Regions from separate parts of the Macaca mulatta genome. Here region 1 is linked to region 2. The links are chromatin contacts, called in public Hi-C maps. All regions are on one chromosome and are shown on one strand. The core of a region is the stretch at or near the end of the contact, and the rest is flanking DNA. Distances in the headings are between cores, read along the strand shown.

The links. A called contact is a pair of places that touch in the nucleus more often than the background predicts.
Region 1: a Hi-C map of fetal cortical plate shows a contact between it and region 2, with 4 times the contacts expected there. The contact joins the promoter of CDC7 here to the promoter of GLMN in region 2. A contact is called at or near these places in 2 of 14 Hi-C or Micro-C datasets (fetal cortex germinal zone and fetal cortical plate).

What each region holds. Positions count from the first base shown.
Region 1 is chr1:148,808,773-148,816,428 of T2T-MMU8v2.0, forward strand. It overlaps CDC7 (cell division cycle 7), which reads right to left and starts at 3,058. Exons shown (of 12, transcript NM_001266610.2): 1 at 2,954-3,058; 2 at 2,072-2,215. The coding sequence starts at 2,186.
Region 2 is chr1:148,017,465-148,024,788 of T2T-MMU8v2.0, forward strand. GLMN (glomulin, FKBP associated protein) reads left to right here and starts at 4,551. Exons shown (of 20, transcript XR_013400626.1): 1 at 4,551-4,613; 2 at 5,498-5,566; 3 at 5,998-6,123. It overlaps RPAP2 (RNA polymerase II associated protein 2), which reads right to left and starts at 4,480. Exons shown (of 13, transcript NM_001257890.1): 1 at 4,372-4,480; 2 at 3,278-3,323; 3 at 1,640-1,754. The coding sequence starts at 4,444.

The DNA.
Region 1 (7,656 bases), core at 1,808-4,307, 790 kb after region 2:
ATCTATAGGGTCAACAGTAAAAGGTGATTAAATATAATATACAATGGACCTTAAATCCAGTTGTAGAATATTTACTACATCAGCAATATTCAAGATATATATTAAACAAAAAATGGAGATCAGAAATAAGATCTCATACTCCGGTTCAGGCAATATTTCAATAATGCAAAGACTTTATTTTGGCTTTCTTTACTTCAAAACTTTCAATAATCATGTTTATCAGAAAAATGTTATAAAAAATCTTACAAATATCTCAAAATAAAGAGACATGCTATTCATCCATTACACTAAGTATTTTACTTTATATCCTTACATTAAATCATTCATTCAAATATTTTCAAGCACCTACTATGTGCTGGACACTGTTAAGCTCTGGGAATGCAAAGATATATAAAACATCCAATCAAAAATATAACTTCAATAAGGAGTAAAGCTGATAAGGTACAGGGATATACCTGTCTTATGATCTAATTTGATTTACTTTCCCAATTAGATTACGAGACTGTTACGTGCCTGGACCTCATCAGCTTTACTCCCCATTGAAGTTATGTTTATATAATTTTAGCTGTTATTAAGGATCATATTTTAAAAAGAGCTGCAAGAGTAAAGTTTTAGCATGTTTTACAATTTATCGTATTATTTATAATGTCCAATATTCTGTTACATAAACGCTACAAAACTTTTGAAATCTGGAATAAAATTCACCCCATTCTTTACTTCCCAGCAGATTTTCAGAATATTAGAATAGTGGCATTCTCCTAAACAAGATGCCAGAACCAAGTCAGAGTCATCCATTCAGATACTCTGCTGAAGTCACAACATACTTCAGAAGCCAGAGGAGATACTGCCACCAAGGGGCTTACAGTGGAGACAAAATGCAGAATCCTAAGCGATAGAAAAAGAATACTACAATGACTGTGTTACTGTGTTATGTGTCCAATGACTAGTAAGGGAAAGATGAACTAAAAAAACAGCTAACTGCTGGAAAAATGGAAAGGAAGAGGAACAGTATCCACGAAACTGGATGAAAGTGGCATTTTAAGATTATTCTAGCACCAACGTACCAGATGAACTGAAGGATGGAAAAGTGCAAGCAGGCAGCATAGGTGAGAAACTGTTGTAAATCAGGAACAAAGTGTAAGGAAATGAATTAATGTGGTGGAAATGGGAATGGAAAGAAGACACAATGCCATACCTATTAAAAAGAGATAAAGCTAGGTGACGATATGGGGAACAAATAAAAAGCATCAGCTGAAGATTAAAGTTTCAAGTTTAGGTAACTGGGATAAATGACTTCCATCAAAGCAGAAAGTATGTGATGTCATATTTTTCTAGGGTGGGGTTATAAAGAATATATGGACAAAAGGTCAAAATAAGTATCTTTTGGACAAGCACAGAATTCACTTCAGACAAAGATGGAAAAGATCTGGCTACCCTTTCAGGAAAACAAATACAGTCAACTAGAATTCCTCTATTTAACAAATATTTATTATTAATAAATACCTACTATGTCCCAGGTCCTGTGCCAGAGCAGAAATGAAAGCACACATGCGAGTGTACAAAAGCACGCACTGCTTGACCCTGTCCTCTTCACCCCAAGGTCTGGTTTACGGCCAAACAACATTTCATGCTCTACACTGAGATATGGTGCTTTATTATTGCTACAAACATTTCATATTTTTTTCTCTGTGAGTTCTGCTTTTGAATACTTAAGTGATGATCTCCAGTGTCAATTTCTAAATTTAAGCTTAAGGCAATGTGGTGAGTAGAGACAAGAACACAGGTAGAGAAGAGAAATTTAATTTGGGCATCATCAAACTTCTGCATTCTTAGTTACCAATATTGATGACCATAACAACTTCAACCGTAAAACGGGTTGTATTACAGTCTTCCAAATTGCAATTCAGTCCTACATTTAGATCGTATGAAGCTCTGTTTTAAAACACTGTCCTACAGAAACACACAACTCACTTTAAGATTCAATCTACTTATTTTTTGAGAGCAACTGAAAACACAGAATTGTTGCCTGAAAAATCTCTGCAACTGTACATCTTTGGAATTAAACACATACCTGCAAGTTTAAAATTCTGCTCGTTTTTTTTTAGAGAGCCTTCAGCCTGAGACCGGTCACGCTGGGGAGAAAAAGCCATTGGCTCATCCATTTGAATCCCCAAAGACGCCTCCATCACAAGACAATTGGGATGCAAAATGCCAGCTAAGGGGTTACATCCACAGGGAAAGCAAAGCAGCTGTAAAAATTAGAACACTGGAGAAGTTTAGATCACTCGCTAAACCACGCACTAAAAACATGCCACTGCCCCCAAAGGGGCAAACATTTTCAAATGCACCATGTGTCCAAACCTCCACAGTAGGGCATACTGTGGCCTTTTCTAAGGAATTCCATGTGCTTTATTTTCACCTATCAGAAACGCCGGCAGGGGGCTGCAGGGAGAATTTCCCGGCTTGGGTACCCGCGCAGCAGCCGGCGCAGTGGGAAACGGCGAGGCTGCGAGTCCGGCGTAGCCTGCGGGACCGCGTGGGGGAGGGGCCGAGCGCCGGGGGCGGTTTGAAGTCAGGAAAAGGACAGAGGGAGAAAACCGTTTCGCCACTGACAGGGAGCGCCAGGAAGCTCGTCCAAGGCCCCACGCAAGTTGATGGAGAACTGATACGACCCTGGCTACGAGTACTGGGCGGAGGAGGAGATGGCTTAATGAATGGGAATCCTCCGACCAGCCCTGGCCGCGAGGTCAGCCGGAAAAGACCGGCTTCCCTCGGGCCAGAGACCGAACCAGATGCTTAGTACGCAGGCGCGCGACTTTCCCGCCGCAGGTCGGAGGGATCCGAAGGGGGGCGGGGAAAGGAACTGCACGGCGAGAAAACCGAAGTCACCATCCAGAATTCGTTCCTAATCCCTCACAATCCCGCGCCACGGAACAAACCGTCTGAAACTCACGGTTTAAGGGAGTACGACTTCTGGGGCTCCCCAGATGCCTGGGTCGCCGTCTCCAAGAGCTCCCCACCTACCGAGTGGATCGGATGCGCCTGCGCAACACTTCCCGCCGCAGCTCTCGTTGCACATGCGCACACTAAAGCCCTCGACCCAGCGGATTCCGCTACTGGGCGCTTGCGCAAGAGGCTGGGATTTCTTCCCGCCCCCTTGGCCAGCTGGAAGAGCGGTTACGGGAATGAAACCCCGGGATGATCTTAAAAAACAGGGTGAACCATAAGGCTAAGGGCCCAACATGATTTCCAGGAAAGAAACTAGCTCAGAGAAGGAAACACCTCAGGTGCTGACACATCCCTATATACCGTGGCCGCACAACACTTGGGTACTCCATGGATAGAAGGCACTTTCTTGACTCTCCTTTTATTTCCTTTTCATTGAGTGCCCTACTTTACGTTAAAAACAAGCAGAAAATGCTGATTATTTGTGACTGTGTTAGTAGAAATTAGCACAGTGGCAGGAAGGCAGTGTATACTGTTTACTGAGTCCTTGGCTCTGAGGTAGGCGGATTTCTAGGGGCTGAAATCATAGTGAGCAAGACAAACACCATCCCTGTAGGAAGCTAAATTCCAATGAAGCGATGACAATAACGGATGAATACATGAACAGTATTCTTTCCGGTATTGATTACTACTTGAAGGAAATAAAATGAAAAGATGTGATAGTACCTAGAAAGGTGGCATCTAGATGGTCAGGGAAGCCCTCTCAAAGAGACCTGGATGAGAAAGAGCTGGCAGGGAGACTACTGTTCTGGCAAAGAAAGGACAGGGCAAATGCAGAGAGAAAGGAACTTGGTATGTTGCAGGGGCAGGGCAGGAAAGGCCAGTGTGGGGGAAGCATAGTGAGTGAGCGGCAAGATAGTCCCAGATAGATGAGGGTGGAGAGTTAGGCAGAAGCCAGACCGTGGTCCTTGAAAGCCAGGGTAAGAAGTTTGGCTTTTATTTTGAGTACAATAGGAAGCTATTTGAAAGTTTTAAAGCAAGGGAGTGATACGATCTATGTGTTATGAAGAGAATGGATTATAGAGGGGCAAATGTGGAAGCAGAGGAAATAGGATGCACTTCATGTTTAGGAGAAAGATAATGGTAGTTTGGACCAGAACAATGGCGGAAGAAATAAAAGAAAGAAGACAATGGGATTTGGTGATTGGCTGTGGAAAATTAAGAAAAGGGCATCATCAAGAGTGAATCTTAGGTTTTGGGGCTAGCATATGTGTGGGTGGTAGTGCCACAGAGAAGGGAAGTCTGTGAGGTAATGGGTTTTGATTGAGTGAGGTGGAAGAGAGTAAATCAAGAATTCTAGTGTGGATACTGAGAAAGAGAAAAGCAGACCGTGACATCCAGGAGATGGCCTGGTACTACCAGCTTGGCTTGCCGTTGCTTTGAGCTGGCCTGGCAATCAAAGCTAAGCATTTTTATTCTTCTGTTGAACATAAACAATTTCACAGAACATCAAGACAAGACAGAGTTTGACCATGATAGATCAAGACAAAAGTAAGATCACTCTGTAATCATACCTGAACATAGACAAAACATCAACATTGCCCAAGCCATACAAATGATCAAATATCTCCTTATCCTGGCTAATACGAGCGCCTGCTGCTTCTTTACCAATTATAGTTTTAGCCTCAGTCTAGCCTTCCTTCCTTCTACATAATACTTACTAAAATACCCAATTATAGAATTATCTTTGCTTCCTTACAGCTTCCAATCCAGACCAAAGTCCCTCTTTCTTGAACCCTTCCATAAATCTCCTAACACAAACTCAAATTCTATAACAAGTCCTTTTTAACACCCTCTTCCTAAGACATCCCATGGTTCCCCATGGTGTGCATTCTCATGTACTGAAACAAGCAATAAATCCGAGTTGCTCAGCTGTAGTTGTGTTCCTGGTGGTCATTGTCTGGAGGACGTTTACAATAATCAAGTTCAAGATATGCAACTGATGATGTCAAAGAAACAGATGAATATATTGGTCTGGGGTATAGTTCAGGGTGAAGAAATAAACTTGGCAGTTATGAATTTATAGATGAAACTTAGTCTTGGACTATACGATATTATCTAAGCAAAGATTGTAGATAGAGAGTTGGGCTATGATAACTTCCAACATTTCATAGTTGAGCAGAGGAGGAGGAAGAACCAGCAAGAGACTGAGAAGTAGTAGTCTGTGAGGTAAGAAGGCGATGTCATAGAAGCCAAGAGCAGAAAGTTTTACAATTAGAAGTGGTCATCTATAGCAAATGCTTCACAGAAATAGTGAGGATACAGAACTGATCAGAGATAGTCATTAGAGCCTTTAGAAAGAGCAACTTTGGAGTGGGACAGAAAGACTATATTGAATTTATTGACAAACAAAAGATCTACAAATGGAGACAACTCTTGAGGTTTGGTTTGTTTCTTAGTTTGGTTTCTTGTCTTTATCGGGAGGGTAGGGCACACAAATAGAATGGTGGCTACAGTGCCAAATTGTTTATAAACTTTATACTAGCTGTGTAACTTGTTCAATATCTGTGACATTCACATTTCAAAAATGTAAAATGAACAAATATTTGCTTGGTTTGCTATAGGGATTAAATTAGATAAAGTGACATAATACATGTAAAGTGCTTGGTCCCATAGGCCTGGACATTGTTAGCTTGTATTAGTTAATTTTTAGTAGGTACTTTTTCCCCCTTTCTCTGTGATCCTGTCCGTAATACCTAGCACATGGCTGTTCACATAGTATGGATTTAATAAATGGCTATGGAATTAATGTACAATGAGAAGTTAGGTTTTATTTATTTATTTTTGTTATTCATTTATGTATTTACTTAGTAGAGACAGGGTCTGGCTCTGTTGCCCAGGCTAAAATGCAGTGGCATGATCATGAATCACTACAGCCTCGAACTCCTGGGCTCAAGCGATTATCCTGCCACAGCTTCCCAAGTAGCAAGGATTACAGGTGTATGCCACCATGCTCAGCTAGAAATTAGGTTTCAAATGGTTGGTTGCACTTATGTCTCCTGTAAGCAGATTGAAGGTAGGTTGTTGACTAAAAATTATTATTTAGAGATTTTGATAACTACATATACAAAGTTTTTTTTAGGGTCAGACCAGTGCCTTTACCATTTTTCCTTCATAACATGTTTATTCTGCCTCCAGGTCTGTTTGTGCTGCGTGTGTGTGTGTGTGTGTGTGTGTGTGTGTGTGTGTGTGTGTGTGTGTGTTTTGTTATCTTTTGTTTCTCTCTGTATCCTCCAAAGTCAGTGAAGTTTTCTTTAGATAGCCTAGCCCGGGATCTGTCCCTTCCATAACTCACAGCTGACCCATTATAGCCTGAAAGAAGTTACTAACTCAGAGTTAGCAAGGGAAGCCATGGACCTGTTTGTGCCAGTGAGATTGTGGATCTGTGCTGTTGCAAAGGGATCCTCTAAGTGTCCTCCTTTCTTAGAGGGAGCACATGAGAACAATCTTATTAGTGGACTTCAAACTACTTAGGCACCAGCTAATCTGCATTTAGAAGCCGAGTGATTCTAAGTGTTGTCTGGGAAAACCAGATGCCCAGCTACTGGAGACCTTGAGGCCTGTGGAAATTTGAGTTGGGTGCAACTTCTGACTCTGGGAGAAATGGGGAGCCTCTGGTCAGTTGTACAGTAAACTCAGAATAAGTTCCCAGAACAACTTTCAAATAATTCTGCTCATCTTTCTCTCCATGAATGTCCCTACCAAAGGACACACACACACACACACACACACACACACACACACACACACAGAGAAAAAAAAGGAAAAAAAAGAAAAATGACTAGGAAAGAAAGAAATGACAAAGGAAAACTTACTGGAAATCTTATCCCCCTCTCTACTATTATATATATAAATAGCTGACAAACTCTCTTAGAACCTCCTATCTTGGAGGAATTTATTAACCTAGGATAGAAATAAAGCAGACCGGGTGTGGTCACTTATGCCTGTAATCCCAGCACTTTGGGAGTTTGAAGAGGGCAGATAGCTTAAGTCCAGGAGTTTGAGACCAGCTTAGGCAACATGGCGAAACACTGTCTCTACAAAAAATACCAAAAAAAAAAAAAAAAAAAAAAGAAGAATTAGCTCAGAATGGTGGCACATACCTGTAGTCCCAGCTAATTGGAAGGTTGAGGTGGGAGGATTGCTTGAGCTTTGGAGGCTGAGTCTGTAGTGAGCTGTGATGGCACCACTGCACTCTAGCCTAGGTGACAAAGCAAGACCTTGTCTTAAAAAAAAAAGATAAAGTAAAGCAAATACATAGCTTTTGAAATTGAACAGAAATTATTTCTTAGGGCAATGGCCGAGTAAATGTAGAAATTCCCAGGTTACAAAATGAAATTCTAGACAGTCATTATAAAGTATACCAGGACAAAACACTTAGAATTTAATGGGGAAAATTTTTATTTCAAAAATAAAATTGCAAATTATTTAAAAATCTAAAAGCTATAAATCAATTCTGAAACTACAATGAAGCAGCAAGAAATTTGAAATATACAAAGGTCCACAAATTTACCAAAGTTTGATTTCTCAATTAGTAATGCAGGACAGAAAAATAACTGCCTTACAGGATTGTTACACAAACCAAATAATATTTAAAGCTTCTGGGAGAGCTCATGGAAGACACCTAACATTTGAATTTATTTTTTCGTT
Region 2 (7,324 bases), core at 3,301-5,800:
CAGATACTGATGCAGTTACCTGTGTCAATAAAAATATGACTTGTCATGTTCATATTCCTGTTGTAGAAAAAGATCTATGGACTATACTAAGAAGTGTTTTTGTAATAGAAGCTTTGAGTTTTCATTTGCTCTCTTAAGGATTACGAGAATATAAAAGAAATTTCCATTCAAAATTTTAATGTAGTGAAGCTGTTTAAAAATTTTTTTATTCTCAAATTTTTATTTAGACAGGGTCTCACTGTGTTTTCCAGACTGGTCTCAAACTCCTGGGCTCAAGCAATCCTACTGCCTTGGCTTCCCAAAGTGCTGGGATTACAGGTATGAGCCATCCTGCTTGGCCTAAAAAAATTTAATGTGCGCCGGGTGTGGTGGCTCACGCCTGTAAGCCCAGCACTCTGGGAGGCCGAGGCGGACGGATCACGAGATCAGGAGATCGAGACCATCCTGGCTAACACGGTGAAACTCCATCTCTACCAAAAATACAAAAAAATTAGCCGGGCCTGATGGTGGGTTCCTGTAGGTCCAGCTACTCGGGAGGCTGAAGTAGGAGAACGGCATGAACCTGGGAGGCAGAGCTTGCAGAGCCGAGACTGCACCACTGCACTCCAGACTGGGCAACAGATTCCATCTCAAAAAAAAAAAAAAAATTAATGTGGAACTTAATTCTCCTGTTTTATAGTCATAAATGATCTGTATTTCAGGTTTTTGAAATATGAAAATTGATGAAATTACATTGACAAAAATAATATTCTTCTGTTACTTAAAATAATACAACACAGAATATAGAAAACTGGAATTGCAATCATAGAACAAACTGAAGAAAATCAAGTGATATTAGCAGACTGGTTAAAAGAACTACGACTAAGGGCAAAATATACTTGCTTTTTCTTTTTTTTTTTCTCCCTCATCCTCATTTTTCTTTTTTTCCATTTATTATTTATTTGTTTTGAGACAGGTTCTAGCTCTTGTTGCCCAGGCTGGAGTGCAGTGGCGTGATCTCAGCTCACTGCAACCTCTGCCTCCTGAGTTCAGGTGATTCTCATGCCTCAGCCTCCCGAGCAGCTGGGATTACAGGCATGAGCCACACCTGCCTAATTTTGTATTTTTAGTAGAAACAGGGTTCCACCATGTTGGCTAGGCTGGTCCCAAACTCCTGACCTCAAGTGATCCAACCACCTTGGCCTCCCAAAGTGCTGGGATTACAGGCATGAACCATTGTGCCTGGCCTCTTTTTGCTTTTTAATTGACAATAATAATTGTATATATTTGTGGGGTAGTATGTGATGTTTTAACACATGTATATGTTGACCAAATCAGGCTAATTAACATATCCATCACCTCACATATTTATCCTTTATGGTGAGAATATTTGAAATCCACTCTTATTAATTTTGAAATATACATTACCTGTCATCACCTTGTTATGTACTTGTTATTTTTCATTAGTGCATTTTAAAGTCATTATACAAGGAATGCATGATAGTTGTTTATTTTAAAATGCATGAATTATATAGATTGTTATCTGCATCTAATGACTGAGAACAAATTCAAAGATTTTAATAATGCAAAGAAGTTTCATGTTGCACAGATTTAAAGATGTTATACTACAAAACTAATAATTTGTCAACTTAACACATACACACTCCATTAGGAACTCTTCTGTAATATTCTCTTCTAAAAGCTGTTCAACAATATGTAGAGCTTTTCTTTCAAATTCAATCTTCTTTCTCACAGCTGCTTCTAGTTCTGCTTTCCTAAAATTTGAAAGAGAAAGTTAATCTACTTATAAGCTTCATGTCCAATATTCCATTTTTTAAAATACAACACTAACCTAACTCACTATTTTGCCACTTAAATTTAAACATATTTAAAAATTTTTTTGAATAAAAATATTTATTTATTTTTAGTTGTAAAGACAAGGTCTCACTATGCTGCTTAGACGGGTCTCAAGCTCCTGGCTTCAAGTAATACTCCCACCTCAGCCTCCCAAAGTGCTGGGATCACCAGCATAAGCCACCATATCCGGCCAAATTTCTATTTTCTAATGCTGTTACTTTTGATCCAATACTTTTCAAAAAGGAAACAAGCTACTTTTTGCACTGCACATACAGAAATCTTTATATACTCTTTGTCTGGTTAATGTCTACTTAGCATGCAGGTCTCAGCATAAGGCTTTCCCTGAAAACTCACAACTAACCTCCTTGCCACCCACTTCCAACTAAATTAGACTTGATTATTCTTTCTCGTAACATCACAGCCTTTTCCTTCATAGTGCTTATCACAATTTGTAATTATGTGTTTATGTTAATTAACTATTATTTATTCCTCTGTTCCACTAGACAAGAATTGTGTCTATTCTGTTCACCATATCTTCAGAGCCTAACACAGGTCTGGTATATCTTATACTCAGTAAATAATTTTTGAAAGAATGAGTAAATTAAGACCAAAGTCAATATAAGATTAATAAGTCTTCACAAAATGAAAATCATAGCTACATATACTTTTAATACCCTTCACATTCTATTCCTCTTCTAAAACTTTGTGTGATATGTGGTAATATCTTGCCTTTTGAGAACCAGAACTAGTACAAGACAGCTTTTTTCTTTTTTTGAGACAGAGTCTCACTCTGTTGCCCAGGCTGGAGTGCAGTGGCGCGATCTCAGCTCACCGCAAGCTCCACCTCCCGGGTTCACGCCATTCTCCTGCCTCAGCCTACCGAGTAGCTGGGACCACAGACGCCCGCCACCATGCCCGGCTAATTTTTTGTATTTTTAGTAGAGATGGGGTTTCATCGTGTTAGCCAGGATGGTCTCGATCTCCTGACCTCGTAATCCACCCGCCTCGGCCTCCCAAAGTGCTGGGATTACAGATGTGAGCCACCATGCCCGGCCAGGACAGCTTTTTGATGAAAATCTGGACTTGATGTAACAAAGAACAGAAAAGGTTTCTTGGAGTGACAGAGAAACTTGGAGAGTGAGTCTCTGGCATATAAAGCAATAAAAGGGGAGTGTACCTGAAGTGGTGAAAAACAAACACCTTCTACAGACACTCACGCCTTCACTAGCAGTCTGAGTGCTTAGTTTGGTTTTCTTAAAGCCTGGAGTAGAGGAATGTTAACAGTCTATGTGAGAATTTATAGGCCTTCCCAGATCTTTCCCTTCCCTCTCATGATAATTTTCTCTAAAAATAAAAAAAGGTAACTATTAGTTTTAAAATTGGTACAAGTAATATGAGATAAGTAGATATGCCATTGTAGTTGTCCATGTAGCTGTCATACCTTTTAGAAGCATCTTCTTGTTTCAAAGTAGTTGTCTGTTTAGTACCTACAACAAAAATACAGTCATGTGCCACATAATGACATTTCGTAAACGACGGACAGCATACAGACAGCGGTCTCATAAGACTAAAATACTGTATTTTTACCGTACCTTTTCTATGTTTAGATATACAATTGCCTACAGTACTTAGTACAGTAACATGCTGTGCAGGTTTGCAGCCTGGGAACAATAGGCTGTACCATATAGCCTAGTGTGTAAGTAGGCTATACCATCTAAGTTTGTGTAAGTGCACTCTATGATGGTCACATAAGGATGAAATCGCTTAACAACGCATTTCTCAAAATGCATCCCCGCAGTTAAGCTACACATGGTGGCAGTAGGTCAGGCCTACACAAACACATTAGGTACAAGATAGATTCCTACACAAATAACAAACTAGACGAATTTTTCTTCTTTTCCACCTATTTTATGTCCAATCGTGTGTAAATCAAAATGAAATAGGTAAAGGGCAAGCAATTTGTTTTTGCAAATTGATTACTGTCTAATTTTTCTTGGTTAAAATGTATCTCTTTGGGGATTGAATTTTCTTCTGTATCATAGTTGCTTAATTAATCATTCCTGAAAATCTGAGATCTGGGTACTTTTTAGGGAAACCTCTCTCTCCGTCTGCCAAACGTCCTCTTTGGGAGAAGAGGGGAGTCCGGCACCTCAAAGAACCAGGCACCCAAGCAATCTGGAAAGGAGGACCGGTCCTAGGTTCAAGACCAGCTGCCAACGCTGCCCTAGTCACTTGCCCCGAACCCCGGGGACCCTAGGCCTGGGTTCCCGGCGCCTCCACTGTACTTTCTCTCAGAGGCTGGGGCCATGGCCCGCGTGAGGGAAATCTTGCAACACTGGCGTAAAGGGGTGAGGGCCGGCCAGGAGATCTTTCCCAGGGGGAGCGGACGGCGGTGGGAAGCTTTCGGCCTTCTCTACCTGGGAGAACCCCTCCCCTGAAGCAGCCTTTCAGGATCGCCCGTGCGCTTCGGTTTAGAACTCGAGATCGGGGTCCAGCTTTCAGGGTCCCAAAGTGAGAAGACATCCTTGCTCCTACCTGTGGCTTTTCGAGAGCGGCGAGGAGCCCCGGCCTTGCGGCCGGCAGAACCCGGCCCAGTACAGTCCGCCATCGGGGAGAGTAGTCTGCGGAACCCGGACTAGCTCCGGCGTCTCGCCCCGAAGCCCCGCCTTCCTACGCGTAGCGCGAGGCGGACCCCGCTGGCGTGGGGCGGGGCCAGAAGAGCGGGCTAAGTGGCCGGAGGAGGTGGCGGCGGCTGGGAGAGGCGAGAGATCTGGCTGGTAAGTGGAGTAGTGGAGAGGTTCGGGGTGGCCAGGGCTCGCGGTTGGCCGTGAGCCGCGGCGGACTTGGTGCCGCGGGCCGACTAGGCCACGCGAGGTGGTGGAGCCTGCACACCTAGGCGAGCAGGAATCGGAAGACATGGCTTCCTCTGATGCCGCCAGCACGCGCGCTGGGGTGTTATTCGGCTTATAGCGCGCTGCGCTGAGAACCGGGCTGACCCGCGTCACTACTGAGGGTTTGGGGCTGAGCCTTGCCTCCGGGAGAAGCGATGGTCTCCTCCTGAAGGCCGCCGTTGCCTTGCCTCCGTGTGATACAGTGATTTCACTAGCTGGATTGATCACTTTGGGTACTGCAACTCCTAGAGAGAAATGGGATGGAGGGCATCTGAATCTTCACCCCCTATAGATAAACTTGTGTTGCACCCCAATTTTTGTGAGGTGAGACATTAAAAAATCCCCTAATGATTAGAATTTTGATTTCAGGTCCACCTTTTGGAATTTTTTTTTCATAAAAGAAGTACTTTGCTTTTTAAAAAGCCCTTTAGTTCGTATTTGCCTCGCCTCTTGGGAGTACTCGGGAGTTTTTTCTTTTTTTCCTTCAAAATAGCTTTCAAAACTATGCTCCTAGAAAACTTAAAAGATGCAATAAGGGCTTCTTAAAAAACACTTTATTTTCTTAGACAAACATACTAAGATTCAGTAATAACATTTCAACCTTAGAACTTTACATTTTCTCCTAGCATGCTATTGGACCAAAAAACACAACAACAAAAACTTTCCATTTTCTTTATTGTATTTACTAGTAATTTATCACACTGAAACATAACTTTTGAATACTTAAATGTAATATCACGGATATTTAACAGTGTGTTTTGTATTTGTAGATTTTAGCGTCGAAACTGGGAGAAATAGGAATGGCTGTAGAGGAACTTCAGTCTATAATAAAGAGATGTGTAAGTATTTTTTTAATTTTTGTAAAATTAAATACCTTTCAAAATATGGGAAGGGCACAGATGGTTTTTAATTATATTTGTGGTCACTCAAATTGTTTATCTTCTTTAATCCTTGCTTTTTTTGACCTGTAAAGAACGTGAGTGGGGGAGGCAGATTGGATTATTTCTCCAGGTGACATACTTATCTAAATAACCTTTTACATTTTAATCCTGATCCTTTTCATAGGTTTCACTGGTACAGTAGATTTCAAGGTCATTTATTAAAGTATTTATTAGGGTAATCCTAATTTTGATACATGTGTTATTTACGTTACATTTACCTAGAATTTAAACAGATTTCCTTTTTTCATAGATAAGTCAAGAAGTTACTGTATTTAATTTTTATTTACATATACATTTGTTCTTTTGTTTTTGGGGGGCTTTTTTGCCAGCAAATCCTAGAAGAGCAAGACTTTAAAGAAGAGGATTTTGGCCTATTTCAGTTAGCTGGGCAAAGATGCATAGAAGAAGGGCACATAGACCAGCTATTAGAAATTATTCAAAATGAAAAGAATAAGGTACGTACAATCTTGGTGTTTACTTTTCAGTCTTGGGAAGAGAATAATCACATGATGCTATTCATCCAGTCATTTATCCATCAAACATTTAAGAATCTACTTAAATTTTCACAGTAGGGAACTGAAGACAAAAAAAGAATTAGAAATATTCAGGTGGGGCGTAGTGGCTCACGCTTGTAATCCCAGCACTGTGGGAGGCCGAGGCAGGCAGATCACTTGAGCCCAGGAGTTTGAGACTAGCCCGGGCAACAGAGTAAGGCCCTGTCTCAGAAAAAAAGAAAAGAAAAGAAACAGTCATATACTTGAAGGTACTTACAATCTGGTCAAACAGATAAACATGTAAACAACTAACAATAATGAGGCAAAATAAATAAAATAAGTGCTATAGTTGAAGTAAAGAGTTTTTAGAAGAAACAGAATTACTTCTGGTTTAGGGAGTCCAAAAATAGTGTTTGGGTTATTAATTTACATTGAAAAATATACATATCAAGCAGGCTAAATATTCATTTTGGGTGATCAGCCCATTCTCCAGCCAAATGTGTATGGAAAACCAAATTTTAATTAAAACAGTATTTTATGTGCTTAGAATCAGAACAGGAGGAAAGCTATATGTCATTATGCTAGCCAGTATCATCCAGTTACAATAGTTTGAGAAGTCCTCTACAATAGAAAAGGATCTTATTTGTGAATCAGGAATAACTTTTTCCTGGGACACTGTCTTGGCAACACCCTGCCAAATTTTGTGTCTTTGGATACTCCTTATAAGGAAGACTGCTATGGTTTGGTTCTGTGTCCCCACCCAGATCTCACCTTGAATTGTAATAATCCCTGTGTGTCAAGGGTGGGACCAGGTGGAGGTGATTGAATCAAGGGGGTGGTTTCCCACATGCTTCTCATCATAGTGAGTGAGTTCTCACGAGGTCTGATGGTTTTATAACCATCTGGCATTTCCCCTGTTGGCACTCAGCCCCTCTCCTGCTGCCCTGTGAAGAGGTGCCTTCCGCCATGGTTGTAAGTTTCCTGAGGCCTCCCTAGCCATGTGGAACTGCATGTCAATTAAACCTCTTTTCTTTCTAAATTACCCAGGCTTAGGTATTTTTTCATAGAAGCAGCGTGAGAACAGACTAATACAAAGACCATCTTCTTTCTAGGTACACAGTCTTTCTTCATTTGCAGTGCTACTTATTTATTAGAAGTTTCT